Linked DNA regions of Mus musculus: region 2 is linked to region 1. The links are chromatin contacts, called in public Hi-C maps. All regions are on one chromosome and are shown on one strand. Each heading gives the region's core, a stretch centred on a gene start, on an enhancer-like site or on the middle of the called end of the contact. The rest is flanking DNA. Distances are from core to core; before and after follow the strand shown. Region 1 overlaps Tmem150c (transmembrane protein 150C). Region 2 has its middle 22 kb from the start of Gm36304.

Region 1 (6,154 bases), core at 1,322-3,821:
ATTGACAATGTAAGCTAACCAGGACACTCAGTCTCCTGAAGCCTTCTCTGAGACACATCTACTTGCTATCAGAGCATCCTTTAACCCTTGCTGCATCAGTGTGTGACATGAACCACCCTTGGTCTGGGATGTTGCTCAGTGGTAGAGTGCTTGCCTAGTATGTGTGAGGCCCTGGGTGTGATCCCAGAACAGCAAACAAAAGAAACAAGCTGGTTTCAGCCTTTAATCTACAGCCACGTGCGCGGTTGTCATCTGTAGCCTTCTGGGTGTAACAAAAAGAGCAGTAGAAAGTGGAGGAAGGAAGAGTTATTTATGAGACCCACTCCAGGTTGCTTTTATTATTTTTACTGGATATTTTATGTATTTACATTTCAAATGTTATCCCCTTTCCTGGTTTCCCCTCTGGGAACCCCCATCTCATCTCCCCTCTCCCTGCTTCTATGAGGGTGCTCCCCCACCCACCCACCTACCCACTCCTGCCTTCCTGCCCTGGCATTGCCTTACACTGGGGCATCGAGCCTTCCCAGGACCAAGGGCCTCTCCTCCCACTGATGCCAGAAAAGGCAATCCTCTGCTACATACACAGCTGGAGCCATGGGTTCCTCCCTATGTACTCTTTGGTATGTGGCTTAGTCCCTGGGAGCTCTGGGCAGGGGGTGGGAGGGTGAAGGTGTCTAGTTGGTTGATATTATTGTTCTTCCAATGTGGTTGCAAACCACTTCAGCTCCTTCAGTCCTTTCTCTAACTCCTCCATTGGGGACCCCACGCTTAGTCCAATGGTTGGTTGTGAGCACCCACCTCTGTATTTGGCAGGCTCTGGCAGAGCCTCTCAGGAGACAGCTATAACAGGCTCCTGTCAGCAAGCACTTCTTCGCATCCTCAATAGTGTCTGGGTTTGGTGTCTGAATATGGGATGGATCCCCAGGTGGGACAATGTAGGGTCAAAGAGTGGAGCAGAGACTGAAGAAAAGGCCATCCAAAGACTGCCCAGATTGCTTTTATACAGGGTACTACATGGTGGAAGAATCTGCATGAAGGAAGTGAGCATTTACCAAATGTGGAGCGACCACTGGCTTTGGAAGATCAGGTCCTGGGCAGCTAACTACACTCCATCAGCTCCCGCTTCTGATGGTTGCCATTCTGCTGATGGAGTCGTTCTGCTTGGGTTCAGGGGACGTGAGTTCAGTTTTTGATTAGTTCTTGCTGAAGGAAGGATGCCGGATGACGTACAGCATGCTCCTGTACCCTCTGCGCACCAACAACCTCTGGTGGTATATTTCACGTGCTTTCTGTCCTTCAGGAGAAGTCATTGGCATAAAATGATCTCCAAGAGACTTCTTAAAGAATTATTTATATATATTACGTGTGTGTGTGTGTGTGTGTGTGTGTGTGTGTGTGTGTGTGTGTATTTTCCAGTTAGGAAGAGCACATGTATGTCACTGATAGGTTAAATCTTAGTCTTAACTGCAACCCAAAGAAGTAGGTACTATATGAACCCCATGCTGTGATGAGAAAACTGAGGCTTAGTAAGGTTAAGCAAAATGCATCACCCCACTGATCCAGGTCACACTCGTGGCCCTTGCTCTAGCCTGAGGTCCATACAATGGGATGTAGAAGAATAATCATCAGTTTCTTTGCATTTGTAGCACTATCCACCAAGAAGCTGGCAGCTGATTGACAAGGAGCTCCACCGTCAGTGGTCAGGGATGGCTGGTCCTGCTCCTTGCTCAGGGTCAGGATTCTCCCACTAGCCAGGCAAGCTTCAACCTGTTTGCCTGTCAGATCTTTATCTCCTGGAGTTCCTGGGAGTTTTCTGTCCCTGGAGACTTGGCTGGAACATTTCTTGTTTTGCTTTGATTTGTTTCAGGTTTGCTTGTTTTCCCTTCACTGAACTAAGTATTGATGTCAGAGCCTAGGCAAGAGAGAGCCTGCATCTCGTGGGCTCAATCTTGTTCTAGAGCTCAGAGCTGACACGGCGTGTCAGAGAGGCTGCTGTTGTGCAGTCTCGCAGCTGGGGACCAGGGCACACATGGCGGCTTGCGGTCAGACTATTGTATGGCTTTTTTGTTGTTGTTTATTGCCTTTGGAATAGGCAGATACATGAAATAATTGCACACCAAAGGGCAAGCAAATAGACTTCAGAACTGTCCCCAAACAATCACATCACCATCGACAAATCACATCAGTGACAAAACCCAGGCTTTCCCCTGCCTCAGAGGAGGCTTGAGTCCTTCAGGAAGTATTTGACAAGTAGGGATTAGATTTGTGCATCTATGAAAGCTCTGTGAGGATGGGGCTGAGGGGGTATCTCAGTCGATGGAGGGCTTGTCTAGCAGGAACCTTTGTTTAATCCCCAGCACCACAGAATCCAGGGCTGGTGGTGTGTGCCTGTAATTTCAGGACTTTGGAAGTGGAGGCAGGAGGATCAGGAGTTCAGGGACATCCTGACGATGTAGCAAGTTTAAAACCATCCAGGACTAGATGAAATCCTCTCTCAAGGGAGAGAAAACTGGAAATTTTTACATACGTAGGAAAGATTAGCCATTTTAAAGTCAGGACACCGTCCTCTGGCCTCAGCTCTCCCATGGACTGGGGGAAACACGGTCACTCTGGTCTCCTGGGTATCACCTAATTCCCAGGGCAAGGTTATGTATGTCACTGTCACCTAAGGATCATAGGATGTTTCCAGTAGCTTATGAACAATGGCTTTGCCGTTTGGACTTCAGCATCTACATATACTAATTAGCCACAGAAGAAAAGATTCCGCTGTGGCAACAAGAATCTAAAGACAAGATGGCTTTAAAACATGGAAGGCTTGTTTGTCTTTTTAATTTATGTAACAGAGGGTGGGTGTTACGAATCAGTGGGAGAGGAGGTTCTGATAACAGCTAGGCCATCTGCAGCGTTGTGAATGTGCAGGGTCGCTGTTGTTTTAGATCAGAGGCAATCCCTCCTGTTCATGTCCCATTGGTAAGAAATTAATCATTAGCTGTGCCGCAGCCCAGAGGAACTGGGTTGCCATAAGTGGGACAGCTGTGTGCCCAGATCTTCTGCTCACACAGGGGAAGAAGGGGACGTTGACTTTCATAGACAGCTGGTAATCTGCCACCACCAGCTCTTTCCTGGCTCCCAGAAAATCTCCATTTCCTACAGTGCTCCACCACTGTAACTGGAAGGCATGTGTGAGTGTAGAAGGTGGGTAACCTGCCATTTAGTTTATAGTGTGTAAGACTGCATGCAAGCACTCCAACCTGAGTTTGATCCTCTGAACACATACACAATCACACACACACACACACACACACAGAGAGGATGTATACTCACATGTGCATGCACATATGCAGACATTCACAAATATCACACATACATATACACACATTATATATACACACACATTATGCATAAGTAACATGTACACTCACGCACATTATATATACACATGCACATACATGCACACACATCACACATACATACACATCACGTATGTACATTATACATTCATATTATATACATATATATACACATACACACATTATGCACACACAAACATACATACATGCAGTATACACACATATACTATACATACACACAAACATATACATACATGAATATATGCACACACACACACATTATAATCACACAGTAATAAGACTATGAAAGAATCACATCTACCCAGGCAGAAAGGGCAGTGTGTTACCCAGAAACCATAACTTCCAGGTGGAGACTTACTGTACTCACGAAATACAAGCATCCATTCCAAGTCCACCCCAGAGCTAGCACCTGCTTTCTGTCCATCCTGCCGTCTCTGTTGGTTGAGCCACTTTGGTCTCCATAAGTGAGACCACACAGCACTGTCTTATGTTCATTAAATGGCATTTGTCAGAATTCCCTTTTTATGGCTGGCCTTGCACTTGTGACAACCCTTGAGTGCTGGGATTGCAGATGGGAGCCACCATGTCTGCCCCCCTCCAAAGCTACGTAATATTCCATTGTATGTAAAGTGCCAAACTTTTTCGCCCACTGATGGGCAGGCACTCGGCTTGTTTCTGTCTTAGGCTGCTGGGAATGCTGCTGCTCTAAGTGTGCGTTTACATGCATCTGTTCACATCGCTGGCTTCCATTCTTAGGGTTTGAATTAGGTGCTTTTCTGTTGCTCGGATAAAATACATGACCAAAAGCAACTTCGAGGAGAGAGGTGCTTACTTTTGGCGTACAGGTCTAGAGGCAGAGGGTTGTGGCAGAGGAAGGAACAAGCAGCTGTTGATCACATTTTTTTTGTCTACACACAGGAAGTAAGAGAAAGAACAGGCTATCTAAAACTTTAGAGTCTACCCCCAGTGACAGAATTCCTCCAGCAAGGGTCTTCCTCCTAAAGGTTCTGTAATCTTCCCAAGCAGGCCCAGCCACTGGGGATCAAATGCAACCATGCTGCTATGCGGCCGTGTGGCCATGTAGCCATGCTGCTGTGCAGTCATGCAGCCATGCTGCTGTGTGGCCATGCAACTGTGCAGCCGTGCAGCCATGCTGCTGTGTGGCCTTGCAGCCATGCAACCATCCAACTGTGCAACCATGCAGCCATGCAACCGTGCAGCCATGCGGCCATGAAGCCATGCATCAGTGCTACTGTGCATCCATGCACCCATGCTGCTGTGTGGCCATGCAGCCGTACAGTCATGCAGCTACTGCACTTTATTTCTAGCTTTTTCATCTCTCTGTTGAAATTTTATTGGGTGACAGACAGTTGGTATCTAAATGCCTTGGAACACATCTCTAGAAGGAAGGAACCTTGTCCCATTGTTGTGAAATGAATCTTTCCTCATATTCTTTGGGGCGAGTTTCCTCACAAAGCCACCCCTGCAAGAGAGGGTACTTATCATAGTACAGGTGAGTGGCCACTTCCCAGGTCATAGTAGGAGGTGAGCGGACAGTCTAGCACTATGCCAGCCTGTAATGAAAACTAATTGACCTCCGTTTTGCGTGGAGATGGGTGGAGCTGGACCTTTAATGATGTCACCAAGAACGTGTTCTTCTGCCTTCTATTCACCCATGGTCACTGTGGTGGCTTCGGATCCTCATGTTTATTGTCTCATGGCTACATAGCAGATGCCATAGCACCAGGTACTGGAGTTTTACTGCACCATCCCAAGTGAGAAAGAAGGAACATAGATGGAAAAAGTTTTCTTCCCATCATTGAGGATACAAACCCTTCCCATTTACCATCCAGGGCACTTCCTTTTGTACCTCAGTGGCCAGGTCCAAGAGAGTCTGGAATGGTAACTTGTCAAAGGAAGGTGAGGCGGCTGTTTGGCTTATCCAGTCAGGGCATATATGGTGTCCTTGGGCTGAGCACATTGCTGTCCTGAGTAAAATGAGATTGTTCTCAACTAGGAAGCAAAGTCAAATCATCCATACATGGGTAGTGCTTGTTGTTATTCATAACCAGGTAGGTGAATTGAGAGGCTGCAGGGAAAGTCAGGTCACAGTGGATCCAGGTGCTAGTGAAGGGATTTCCTCTGGGGGTTATCTTTGCACGGCATGGAACAGTAAGTTCCATCTAGTTCTAAGAGAAAGAGTCCTCTGGGCCATGTATATAGGGGGACCCTATAGTCATCTGCCAGGTGAATGAGGGTGACTGCTTTTAGAAATCAAAAGAATGGTGGAGGAAAAAAAAAAACAGTCACTGCTGGTTCTGTTTAGAAACCATCATATTTGGGGAATGGCAACATTTTACGGAAATTCTTCACTACAACTGTATTGCATGGTGTGGTTTGATTTGCCAGCATTCTTAAAATTTTTGTGGTAGGGGACTGACCTTGTAGATTTAATGATGCTGCTTGTATCTGTTGATCAGGGGAAGTCGTCATAGACTCTTAAGGTGATACCAGGTCACCTGACTCTTGTGACATTCAGAACTCAGGATGGGGTGAAAGTACCTTTCATCTCTGGGCTGGGGACTTATTTGTTGGCTCCCCTTTCCATATCCTCGTGCTGATTGTATCTCTGGGTCTAGAAAAACCACGGAGAAACAAAACAGATAGCCCTGGTCATTCTCACTTATAATTACAAATGGGTTACAATATAATACAAGCTCTCCACGTTTGCGCACAACACATGTGGCAGAGATTCATTCCCAGGAGGCTCTGGTTCATAGGCA
Region 2 (6,154 bases), core at 1,370-3,869, 130 kb before region 1:
AGCCCCTGAAGCTAAAGTTGGCTTCAGTCTGTCGAGTTGCCCCCAGGCTCCATCTTAAGCTCTCTCCGGAATGCTTGGCCCTTACTGGCACTAATGCAACGTAGGCAAAGATCACTTATTGCTGCTGACATTTGTGGTGACCTCATCAGGATTCTCTTTCCATTTTGCCTCTCTCCACCTCAATTATTATTTACTCTTTGTCTTAGATTTTCTTTCTCCATTGTGCCACAGGCTCCTTTCAACATTTAGCATTGTGCCCTGTTTTGCAAATTTGAAAGATTATCTCTACTTTTGTTTCCATCCTAAGTATATGCCTCTTTTTTTTTTTAGCAGTGCTTTTATACAGTTCAAACTGACAATATGCTGATATTCATAAAATATTTCAGACTGAATACAAACTCTGGGGCCACACTCCTGCGTAGTCAGTGGTCCATGGCTGCTAGTTCCATCTGCTACAGTGGGCAGTGTGGACATTCCAAACTCTGTTTTGTTCATACCTGTGGCCATTTCAATGAAAAAGCTTTAAACAAAAGCATTTCTATACTAAGAGGTACAGGGGACACAAAGGGAGAAAGGTAGCAGACCTTGTGGGTCTTGTACTATGACTGGTAAATAAAGACATATGCGTGAGGAACAGCCAGAGACTCCACCACCACCAGTCTGCACATGAAAGTGTTGCTGAAAATCTTGGAGAGACCCACATTGGGCACCAGATGATAAGAAGGAAATTGGAGTTCTCCCTTTGGGTCTTTAGTCTCCTTAATAAGTAAATTTTAAAACAGACTCTCAAGGGCCAGACTTTGAGAGAAAAGTACCAGGGTGTGCAAACTATGAATGTCAGCAGCTGCTGGAAGGAGGGAGACAGAGGAGAGAAAGACATAACTTTTGATGCAGGCTTACATGTTCAGCAATGGATGCCAGCAAGCAACACCACGACTTAGCAGCAGGCAGGCTTACCAGAGCTGCATGGTGGTAGCTGTATGGGTGAGAGAACAGAGGACAGGGTTCCTGGGAAGGGAAAGTACATTACCTCATTAAGGTAATAATTACTCGTCCCATCTCTTTAATGTGGCTTTAGGTGAGTAAGCCTCTTTAAAAGGTTGCCTTTTGTCCACACGATCAACAGACCCATCTAGATGAACTCTTAATGGAAGATACAGCAATATATAATGTTCTACTCTTTGGAGCAGTTCATGATGTCATATCTTCACCCAGGACCAAAGGCAGATTCCATTAGGGAAGGTCCATCCTGGAAGTTCTTTAAGGCTCCTGTAACATTGATCTATTAATTGGGGAGACCCTAATGTCACTTAGGAGTGGGCTAAAATTGGGGAACAAATATAATCCGTTTCATGAAAATTCAGAGATCCAGCCCCAAAGCTGACCACCAGGGGGAGTTCATGTCTGGACTGGAGTCTCAATGACACAGATACAACGTCTAGACCAGTGGTTCTCAACCTGTGGGTCTCACCCTGCATCTCAGATATTTATAGCATGATTCATAACAATGAATTAATTTTGTGGTTGGGGGTCACCACGACACGAGGAACTGTATTAAAGGGTCGAAGCACTGGTAAGGTTGAGAGCTAGTGTTCTAGGTGGAAACGCTCATTTAGGAGAGAAGAGAGAACAAGGAACCAAGTACCAGAGCTCTACTCTGGCCTCCAGCAAGGACTTTCCTAGGTCCGCTGCTCTCTGAAACCTTGCCTTAAGCTGCCGAAGCAGTTTTTTTTTTTTTTTATCTCCTGTTCTCATCAAAAGTGACACTCTAAGATGATTTCATCAGAAGCCTCCCCACTGGCAAGGACCAAGGCGGATGGAAGTCCTTGCAGAAGTTTTATGGGAATGACGTTCCTTCTCCTGTCTATGCTTCTCTTCAGGAGCCAAGTCTACCCTTCTGTCAACTCTTTTTGTATGTGTGCATGTGAGGGGCTGGGGAGTGAGGCCAGATCGTACTGGACAAGTGTCTATCACTGAGCTACACACCCAACCCCATCAATAACACCTGCTTCTTTAAGTGTTTAAATTCCTTTAGTGTGGGCTTAGATGGTCCTTACTTGGTCTGTTTCCAAACAGCATAAAATCGTTGTTGTTAATCGTTGTTAACAGGGATTAGTTGTTGTCCTTGTTAACAGGGATTACTGATTTTTTTTTTTTTTTTTTTTTTTACATTCACTGAACAGATACCCAGACACCTGGCCTTAGGGAGCTTTGGTTGACCACAGGAACCAGCGAGTGCCTGAGAGCTGTAACCTGCAGAGGCTGTCATCTGGGTGGTCACCTGGCAGGGGGCTCCTAGTAGATGCCCATTGTCTGGATAGCTGATGTAATTCAGCCTTGAGTATGAAAATTCACCCTCCTCACTTGCTTGTCTTAAAGATGCATTTCACAGGTTCATAAATTTGAAAAGTTAAAGAGTGTGGGCAAGCTCCCTTCTTAGGGGAAGAATGCCTCATTGTGAAGAGTTCCGAGTAGAATTTCTAAGATTAGTAGGGATTACACAGGACAAAAGAGAAGCCAAAGCAACCTGCATCTGCTAGCAGCTGGGGATGAGTCAGGTTTTCTCAGGACCGGGCACATTTCTCTGTACACTGCTTATTTCCTATAAGACAAGTGTGACACACAGATAAGAATGGGGGCTGAGGTAATGCAATTTACCAGAGCATGCTTCCACTCAACGGATGTGCTGCCAACTGACTCTCTCTTAAACTGCTCTTAGCTGCTTCCATGCCGAAGCATGTCACAAGTAATTACCATCAAGAGATCGAAAGCAGCTCTGTGTGTGTTTGCGCGTGTGCACACATGCAAGTACATGTGTGTGTCTGACATGTCTGTCTACCTGTCTGCATGTTTGTCTGTTTGAGTCTGTCTGTCTGTGTGTCTTTCTGTGTGTATGTGTGTGTGTGTGGTTGTGTACGTCTGTGTGTGTCTGTTTGTGTGCATGTGTGTGTGTGTCTGTGTATGTGTTATGTGTGTGTATCTGTGTCTATGGGTCTGCTGTCTTTCCTAGTGGACAGAACTTGACCTTGTTTATTTAATCTAAAATATTGCACATACAGATTTTCTCTTTTTGTCTTTTTTTCTTTATGAGGTTATAAATTGATTACACAATTTCTTCCTTTTCCTCCTTCTGGCTCTTCCCATACACCTTCCATATTCCTCTTTGTCAGGTTTATTCTCTCTCTCTCTCTCTCTCTCTCTCTCTCTCACACACACACACACACACACACACACACACACACACTAATGGCTATTGAATGCATATATGCATGGCACATGGACTTTTAAGTTCTGCTCAGTTCAGAGCTTGGCATTTGTAATGATGAACCATTCGTTTGCTTTGTATCAATATTTGTCCAAATGAGTAGGTGGATCACATTGTGAGTAACTTTGGTTAATTTTAGGGCCAGTGTGGAATATTGAGCCCTCGGATGCCCAGGTGGTGGTGTAGGGATTTCTGGATACTAAAGGCCAAGTGTTTCCAAAGAGAAACAGGAATAGAAATTACTAAATTAGCAGAATCTTCTAGCACGGGTGCCCAGGCAGAGGGAGAATCTTAAAACTATAAAGACTCTTAACAGGCATGCTCTCTCTCTCTTAGCCCTTCATGCCTTTGCTGCCAGGAGAGGGCAACAGGGAGAAGGTTAAGAGTCAAACCAATCAAGTATGTATTGAAAGTGTGTGTTGGAAGCAGAGAGGATTCACTTGAAACGTGCTGAGTTGACAGCAGCTCGCTGGTGCCCCCAACTCCTCTCTTCCTGTGGGTCACTGTGAGGGACTGCCTTGTCTATAGTAAGCAAAATATTCCATGTGTAGGATTCCCCTCTGCAGGTAACCTGCTCCTCCTGGATGTGCTGGCAGGCCCCTGCATGGCAAGCAGGACACCGTAGTATTTCAGAGACAAAGAGCACAGCTCACCATTTAGGGAACCGAGCCACAGATCCCCATCCGTGGCTAGAAATAAGGCGGAACTCAAGTTAGACCACGCTAGAGAACAGGGGATGCTGGGAAGTACCCACGCGGTGCTTCCAGCCAGTGGTGTCGCCATTTACCAGTGAAAATGTATTTCCTTCCTGTAACTACAGACTCCGAAGGTGAGATAACTGAAAATGGAAACAGTGTAGCAAATCCGATATGTGAGCTATTTGGTCCTGTGTTAACTGCAGGGTGGTTTCCTCATTACGGCTCTTCGAATGTTAATGAATTTTCCCCTAGACTGAGAAATAAAACAGACATGCAAACCCTCTAGAGCTCACCCAGAACCAGAACACTGGCCAACCCAAGTGGCAGTGTATCTGTGATTTGTGATATTAAAGCTCAACAAAATTTGCTAAGTAGGGACTGGAAGAGATGGCTCAGTGGCAAAGAGCATCTTCAATGTGGACTCTGTGCCAATCACTCTTCAGGGACCATCCAAGCTGTCAGGACTGGATGGGGACTGCTAAAACTATCTGCCTTCTGTATCAGCCAGCATGCAGGTCAGCACTGCTGGACTACCCAGCCTCTGATGTGTAAGCCAATCTGATCAATCTCTCTTAATAATATACAAATTCTACAGGTTCTGCTCTGCAGGAAGCGGATGCGGCCGTATGGGCCAAGATGTTTACTGCCTTGCCCGAGCATGCGCGGTGAGGCTGCATGCGTGGGCTGCCTGCCAGGCTGGACTGTTCCTCATGATCCGGACCTGTCAGACTATCAGTGACCGACCTAGGCTCGTGCCTGGAGCATGTATAAATTCTGATTGGATGAGGTGGGGTGGAGCTAGAAGGAGGTCAGTCGGCACGAGTATAGGAGTTTGTTTTAGCCCTTGCCATGAGTAGAAGTAGTAGTAAGAGAAGTTGTTGTAATAAGAGTTGTTTTAGCCCTTGCCCTAAGTAGAAGCTAGTTGTAGTAAGAGAAGCTGTTGTAAGGGGAGTTTTGTAAGAAAAGCCGCAAGAAGGAGAACAAGTAAAGAATCTGTTGCGTGAACCCAACTTGGTGTCCATGTTGTTCTTGTCGCCGCTGGCTCGAAGGACTGCGTCAAGTGCCTGTATGGGGTCATCGTGTCGGTCAGCAATGGTAAGTAAGAAAATTTTAGTAAGCAGAGATAAGGAAATTTTGATAAGAGCAGCAGTAGGAAAATTTTGGTAAACAGCGGTAGGAAATTTTTGGTAAGCAGCGGTAAGGAAATTTTGGTAAGCAGGGGTAAGGAAACTTTAGTAAACAGCGGTAAGGAAATTTAGGTAAGTGGCCAGTTTAGAATCTCTTTAGTTAGACTGTAAGAGTCTGTGGAACTTTTGATACTTGAAAATGAGTGATCAGAGTGATGCCATCTTGTAAAGGGTGAAGGAAAATGCAGTTTCCATATGGAAGGCATTCAGATTTTAGTAGACAAGTCAAATAGATAGGATGGGTGTATCAAGGCCAGAAAGGAGAGGCAGAGCAGAGCAGAGGCAAATGTCCAAAGTGATCTAAATTATAGACCAGGCAGCTTTACATTTTAAAAATGGGACTTGCATAGATAGTACGGACAGGTAACCTCAGAGACTTGAGAAAAATTATCTACAAGGAGGGAACTACAGTGCCTGGCAGATAATTAAATCACCAGAAGGTGGTTGAAAAGTAAACTTATTCTGCTAGAGAGAGCAACACCTTGGTGGAAGGTTGGTGTATCTAAGCTCAGTTTCTTTTTGGAGAGGTTTGAAGTGATTGTCTCTCTTCGTGAAGGAGAAACTCAGTAAGGTTCCTGGGAAAAAAGGGACAAAGCATTAAGGGTCTCAGGTATAGAGACGAAGGTAAGGTTCCCAGGGGGAAAAAGGGGGACGAAGCACTAAGGATCTCAGATATAGAGACGGAGAGAATTTAAACAATATGGGTTCAACTGCGAAAAATGAAAGTAAAAATGTTAGCCATCTGAATCTTGGTCAGGGCGTGCTTGAGGGACGACAGTGGAAAGTACAATGCTGAAATAGAGGAAGGAGCGGCGCTTGAGGAGGCTAAGGAGATTGCTTCTCAGGCTAGCTGCCAAAAACCTAAACAGCTTAGACAACAAACCAAAGATAAGAAAGAGAAGAAGGAATCTACCTCTGAAGGGTCTACTAGTGACAGCGACGGGACTGATAGCGACAGTGACGTCTGTAGTCGGATGTCCCGCTGGAGTTTGAGGCGCGGTAGG

Evidence for each region. Hi-C and Micro-C count contacts between places; a contact is called where the count stands out from the background.
Region 2: a contact with region 1 is called in a Hi-C map of the N1E-115 cell line, with 7 times the contacts expected there. The contact joins two enhancer-like sites. A contact is called at or near these places in 5 of 484 Hi-C or Micro-C datasets (the N1E-115 cell line, cortical neurons, embryonic stem cells and 1 more), 1 of 115 datasets of contacts at active chromatin or transcription factors (embryonic stem cells) and 2 of 9 other capture datasets (adipose tissue and embryonic stem cells).

Annotation. Positions count from the first base shown.
Region 1 is chr5:100,110,423-100,116,576 of GRCm38.p6, reverse strand. All of the region lies in intron 1 of Tmem150c (transmembrane protein 150C), which reads left to right. It overlaps Gm36167 (a long non-coding RNA gene), which reads right to left. Exons shown (of 4, transcript XR_880476.3): 2 at 5,813-6,006; 3 at 5,242-5,359; 4 at 916-5,132. Among named protein-coding and RNA genes, the nearest start is that of Gm36167, 3.7 kb to the right of the region's middle. Within about 2 kb of position 2,571, at least 6 of the 459 cell types and tissues checked have an H3K27ac peak or open chromatin away from gene starts, as enhancers often do. A contact at or near this core is called in the N1E-115 cell line, where this site is marked.
Region 2 is chr5:100,236,331-100,242,484 of GRCm38.p6, reverse strand. It overlaps the pseudogene Gm8091. Among named protein-coding and RNA genes, the nearest start is that of Gm36304, 22 kb to the right of the region's middle. Within about 2 kb of position 2,619, at least 37 of the 459 cell types and tissues checked have an H3K27ac peak or open chromatin away from gene starts, as enhancers often do. A contact at or near this core is called in the N1E-115 cell line, where this site is marked.